Regions from separate parts of the Mus musculus genome. Here region 1 is linked to region 2. A link is a contact called in public promoter capture Hi-C data. All regions are on one chromosome and are shown on one strand. Each heading gives the region's core, a stretch centred on a gene start, on an enhancer-like site or on the middle of the called end of the contact. The rest is flanking DNA. Distances are from core to core; before and after follow the strand shown. Region 1 holds the start of Adat1 (adenosine deaminase, tRNA-specific 1). Region 2 holds the start of Ddx19b (DEAD box helicase 19b).

Evidence for each region. Capture Hi-C pulls out chosen DNA fragments and counts their contacts.
Region 1: a contact with region 2 is called in a promoter capture Hi-C map of liver. The contact joins the promoter of Adat1 here to the promoter of Ddx19b in region 2. A contact is called at or near these places in 3 of 39 promoter capture datasets (liver, neutrophils and pre-B cells), 1 of 484 Hi-C or Micro-C datasets (CD8 T cells) and 1 of 9 other capture datasets (liver).

What each region holds. Positions count from the first base shown.
Region 1 is chr8:111,990,917-111,994,156 of GRCm38.p6, forward strand. It overlaps Adat1 (adenosine deaminase, tRNA-specific 1), which reads right to left and starts at 1,386. Exons shown (of 10, transcript NM_013925.5): 1 at 1,265-1,386. It overlaps Kars (lysyl-tRNA synthetase), which reads right to left. Exons shown (of 14, transcript NM_053092.3): 14 at 2,523-2,790. The coding sequence ends at 2,692.
Region 2 is chr8:111,026,411-111,029,382 of GRCm38.p6, forward strand. Ddx19b (DEAD box helicase 19b) reads right to left here and starts at 1,360. Exons shown (of 12, transcript NM_172284.5): 1 at 1,188-1,360. The coding sequence starts at 1,244. It also overlaps a transcript of Aars not described here.

The DNA.
Region 1 (3,240 bases), core at 136-2,635, 960 kb after region 2:
ATCTACCTCACTCCAGCAAATTTCCAAAGTCTCTCACTGAAAGCTCTCACAGCAGCTGTGTTTAAGGGTGTGGGCATGGAGTTATACTTTCTAGGTTTCAATCTCAGTTTTAATACAGATGAACTGTGTGATTCCTGGGTAATTAGTTTTCACATCTGTTAAAACATGACTAATAGTATTTAACATTTTTTTTTCTAGACAGGGCTTTTCTGTGTAACAGTCCTGGCTGTCCTAGGACTTGCTCTGTAGACCTGGGTGCCCTGGAACGCACAGAGATCACCTGCCTCTGCCTCCTTTGTGCTAGGATTAAAGGCACGTGCCACCTAGCTAGTATTTAACATCTCTTATAAATACTTAAAAAGGCAAATGTCTATATACTGTGATTAGCATTCAGAAGATACAACATTTGGTGATCTGGGAAATTTGTATTGGTGGCAGAAGAGAAGCAATGTAACGGGCACACCAAGCCACTTCCATACAACCTAACAGAACATTATGCAGATCAGATCTGAAAGAGGCCTACAGTTGGCAGAAGAAATTCTCTCACTCTTGGCTGTTAGCGCTCACTGGATATAGCTCGACTTCAGTCGATTATATAAAAAGCTCCGTAGATGAGCTCACGCGATGGCTAGAGATGGCAGAGCATTTGTAGAATAAACAACAGAATTGTTTTTTTTGTTAGTTTGTTTTTTTTCTGAGCTCTGATGCGATGTTTTGGCAAGGTATTTCTAAGACTTCTGCAAAATGCAGGCACATTTTGCAGTAAATGGTAATGACTATTCTGGCAGGGGCTGACAGAGATTGTAACTTTCAAGTCTAACGCAGAGAAGTCTTGTATTTCTAGAAGGAATCCCAGAATCCTGTTAGTTCCTGATAGGCATCACAGAAGTTTATTTTATGAAGGTAGCCATCTGCCATTAAATTCGAGGTACACATTAGAACTACAAAACAAGGGGACGAAGCGGTCCAAACTACATCACGTCATTCACGCAGTTGTCGAACGTTTCGATATTTTGGGTCCGCTGTAATTCATCTCTACAACCCCAGGGCTCCTTCATACGAAGCAGCTCACAACAGGTATTGCTTTGGCTAAAAATAACAGTGCAAAGGTTGAAAAAACAAACAAACACTTCTTTTCCCACCCTTCCTACCGCAGGGCTGGAGAGCCTAGCAGGGCTGAGACCCCTCCCCGTGGGAGCAGTGGACACAGGTCCTCACAGTCTCCCCCCACCGCCCTCCCCTCGGCCAACTGTGTAGAGCTAACCCCGAGACGCCGATCCGGAGTCCCTCACACCCTATTATCCACGCGCCGCAACCTCCACGCGATGCCCCTCTACCGCCACGCTCGTTTAACCAGGTTGCGCAGCGGAAGTGACGCCCTAGAGGGCCGCTCCGGTCAAGCTCTGCCCGCAAAGCACGCTGGTCTTTGTAGTCTGTGGGAACGGTGCAAAGGGGAGGAAGCCGCCTCCGCAGCAAAGACCGACTTAGCTCGCATCTCATCAAAATTTTGAACAGAACTATAAGCAGATCCTCTGACAGTTTCTCACCTCAGTCATGGGCTTGGATGACCTGGCCCTCACTCATTTCTCTCATAACCCATTGTTATTCTTCAAATCGTTTCTTTTTTTTTTTTTTTTTTTTTCGAGACAGGGTTTCTCTGTGTAGCCCTGGCTGTCCTGGAACTTACTCTGTAGACCAGGCTGGCCTCGAACTCAGAAATCCACCTGCCTCTGCCTCCGGAGTGCTGGGATTAAAGGCATGAGCCACCACTGCCCGGCTCTTCAAATACAGTCTTATGGACATATATGCATGTATATATTTTAAAAGATTTATGTGCGTGTGCCTGTATCAATTGTCAATTTGTGCACATATGTGCATGCAAATGCCCAAGGCAGCTAGAAAAGGGTATTGGGAACTGGATCACGGTTGCAAGCTGCCTGACACACGGGTGCTGGGTACTGAAGCCTGGTCCTCTGTAAGAGCATCAATCCCTTGCAGCACTGAGCCATGTCTCCTGTACTGCAGTCTAAGTCTGCCTCCAGCCAAAAGGAACCTGCACTGGATCTGGTCTGGTTCTCCCTCAACTCTGCACTCAAGCCCTAAAGAAAATAAAAGGGATTTTTATGGAAGAAGTGACTTGACTTTTGTTCTCTGGTTGTTTCCAGTATTTCAGCACAATGGCTCATACTGAATAGACAGACATTAATATACATTTATTAGAGATTCTGACTGCAGGTGGGGCCGAGAAGTTGGCTTAGGAGTTAAGAGCACACCCTGCTCCCATGGGGCTGACCTTCGTTTTTCAGCCTCCGTGCTGGGCAGCTTACAGTGCCTGTAACTCTGGCTCTAAGGGACCCAACATCTCTGGCCTCAGGGCACCTGCACTCTAAATGCACACACACACACACACACACACACACACAATTGATAATAAAAATAAATCTTAAAAAGAATACAATGACAGAGCTCTAATTAGACCACTCATCAGACCAGCAGCCCGGGGGAGAAAAAGTAACACTGCATGGGTAAAGAGAGAAATGATTTATTTGGTAACGAGGAATAAAAAGAACTTCTTTAGTTCTTCTCTCTTGTGGAGGTTGGACTGCAGTGGCCAGATGGACGGCGCCACACAGGAATCGCTCCCTCAGACCAGATCTGCTGAGATGCAGACACCATAGTTGCATGTGCCTTCTAGACAGAGGGGCTGGCCTCTGTGCTCTCTGGGGTTTCAGTGGTCGCTGCAGTTTCCTTCTTGTCCTCTGGCTTCATGGCAGGAAACAGAAGTACTTCCTAGAGAAGAGGAAAGAGAAGCACTTCCTGAGAAGAGCAGAGCATCTGCCGAGGTTCAGAAGCACCAGGAGCCGGGCTCAGTGGAACTCAGGAGGCGGGGGCAGGCAGACCTCTGCGACCCGACTTCAAGGCCAGCCTGGTCTCCATATGGTTAAGTTCCAGGACAACCAGACTATGTAGTAAGACCCCGCCTTTCAATAACAGGGCACTATGGATTTTTCTCCCCACTATCCTACTTTTGCTGTTGCCTGATGTTACAAAATCTAGAAGTACGCATCCAGACAAGGACACAGAACCTGCTAGGGTCCCATGCCAAAAGAACGTAAAATTGAGTTCCCGGTGCTAGAGATGGCTCAGCCATTAAGAGCACTTGTTCTTGCAGAGGGCCGAGATGTGGTTCCCAGCAGATACATGGTGGCTCATAGCCATGTGTAGCTTGTTTTAGGGGAT
Region 2 (2,972 bases), core at 110-2,609:
CTCACAATCACCTGTAATGAGATCTGACACCCTCTTCTGGTGCTTCTAAAGACAGCTACAGCGGTACTTATGTATAATAAAAAATAAATCTTTGGGCCTGAATGAGCGGGGCCAACAATTCCCAACAACCACATGAAGGCTCACAACCATCTGTACAGCCACAGTGTACTTATATACATAAAATAAATCTTTTTTTAAAACCCTATATATAATAAAGGCTTTGAGCCAAAATGGATAGTTAATTCTTTATTGTATTTGATATATATGTGTGTGTGTATGTATATGTGTGTGTGTATATATATATACATATATATATATATACATATATTTTTTTTCCAGCAAGATCACTATGCAGCCCAGGTTGGCCTCTTACTTGAGTCAGCCCTCCTGTCTTAAGTCTCCAAGAGATAGGATGAGGGCTGGTGAGATGGCTCAGTGGGTAAGAGCACCTGACTGCTCTTCCGAAGGTCCAGAGTTCAAATCCCAGCAACCACATGGTGGCTCACAACCATCCGTAACAAGATCTGACTCCCTCTTCTGGTGTGTCTGAAGACAGCTACAGTGTACTTACATATAATAAATAAATAAATATTAAAAAAAAAAGAGATAGGATGAGAGGTGCCACATCACAGTGACAGGTTCAAACCTTTATTTTTTCAAAGTTAAAAAAAAAAAAAAGAACAAGGTCCTAATTCTTGGAAAATTCAAGACATATATAATTCCATATTTAACTCTAATCTTGCTACTATGTATCAGGTTCAGAAAACCAGTTAAGCCAACCAAAAGATTTACTGATAGGCCCCACCAGTCATTCACTACCAATAACCAAGCTAGAGGTAACCAAGTTGGAGGAGTCATACAAATAAATATGAGTAAGACAACCTCCCTGAGCCCAGGAAACTCAAAGCCCAAGCTACAGATTACCATCCGAGTTTGTGAGTGCAATCGAATATCAGCCCTGATTCCAGGAAGACAGGCAGGTGGCTGAGCACTATGGGCAACCAAGCATCCAACTTGAGTTTACACAAGGTGGAAGGGCTTGGGTAATCAAAGCCAGCTCTGGTTTCGGGGCCCATGCCGCCAGGGTCCTCCACCCAGTTCCAAGCAACCTAAGATCTGTCCTTCTAAGGGGCAGATATCCTGACTGGCACTGGCCCCTGGTCCTCCAGCGGTTGGTGACAACTCACAGACTCAGCTGCGGCTTCCTGTTCGTCTACTGCTAGGGCCCAAGAATCCGTAGCCATGGCCCGCGGTGCCGGGGCAGCGCTGGCAGGCTTGCCCGCTTGGGCGGTGCGACCGCGGACTCAGGTGGGTGGCAGAGAAGTCCAGCACCGCCCCGAGGGAAATCATTCACTAAAGCTCAGACCGGAAACGGCGCGCCACGGTGTCGTCAGAGTCAGCGTCAGCTCCGCGCCCCTAAGGTCCGGGGATCCAGCGCCACTACTGTCCTCTTCGGGTTCCCACCCATCACCCTTCGCTGCAGATCGTCCTACAACCCAACTGAGGTAGCCAGCATTAAATGCTCTTGGACCGAAGGCGGAAAGTCACATTTTCAATCAGCATGGTGGCATAGATGGCCCTGGTATAACTATTACAGCCAGAATACATAAGCAAGTGTTTTACCTTTTCAGGATATTTAAAATGCCTCTGTGTAAACGTGCCTTACCAGACTCTTAGCTAAGGTCAAAATAGTATCTGTTCTTTTCAATTTAATAAGATGTCTAAGCATTGACAATCAGTCCCGTGAAACAAACAGGTGCTCAATGATATGCCCCAAATTGAGTTTTGAACACCAAAGGAAGATGCCAAGGAAAATTCTTGGTAGAGTATCAGAGACCAGAAAGAGCAAGCGGTTTGCTCAATCAAATCAATTCAGTTCCTGAAGGAAATGGTAAAAGCAGTTTAATAACAAAATACATGACCTCTGGCGTTATCTATGCTTTCTTCAGATGGCCATCTCTCCTCTCCTATGTAAAGGTTGTGTCGTTGGCATTTTATTTAATTACTTTTGGATGAATACTTTAAAGATTTAGTCATTTAATTTTATGTGTATGAGTGCTTTGCTTGCATGTCTATGTGCACCACATGTGTGCTTGGTACCTAGTCAGAAGAAAGTGTTGGATACCCTGGAAGTGGAGTTACAGATGGTTACAATGTGGCTACCTGGAATGGAACCCAGGTACTATGCAAGAGCAACAAATGCTCTTAATCTCTGCTCCATCTCTCCAGCCTTCACAGCCTTCATTTTGGGAATTTTTTTTCCGAACTTTTTTTTTTTTGGTTTTTTGAGACAGGGTTTCTCTGTATAGCCTTGGCTGTCCTGGAACTCACTTTGTAGACCAGACTGGCCTCGAACTCAGAAATCCACCTGCCTCTGCCTCCCAAGTGCTGGGATTAAAGGTGTGTGCCACCACGCCCTGCCTAATTTTGGAAATTTTAAAAAGGAAATAGCTCTAGTTTTAGAATAGTAAAATAAAGGCAGAAGGAACTACCTGCTTCCCCCTAACCAGGATTAAATAGGTCTTTATCCTGTGTATTCCATAGAAAGAAACTGAGCATCTTCCTGGAACTATAAAAACATTTTACTAATACCCCATGATAATAAATTAACCTCAAGAAATGTTGGATAGGTAAGGGTGGGGTGGAGGCAGGAGCCAGCTAGGAGGCCATGATCATATTTCAAGTTAGAAGAAACCCCAAGGAAAAGCAGCTAAAAAACAATTAAGTTATTTTGTATTTTTCAGGACTATAGAAGATTATAAATAAAATTTCAAATAGATTTTATTGAAGTGAAACATTAAGTTACACAAGATGCAATACAGTAGAATAGGTTCCACTTGATCCACAAAAACAAACCAAACTCACATAGGTGTGTATACAGTATTAAAGTTATCAGAAACTCAACTAACAGGGACTGTTTATGAGGGGTTTATCTAACTCACAGTGACCTGCCTGCCTCAGCCGACAAAATG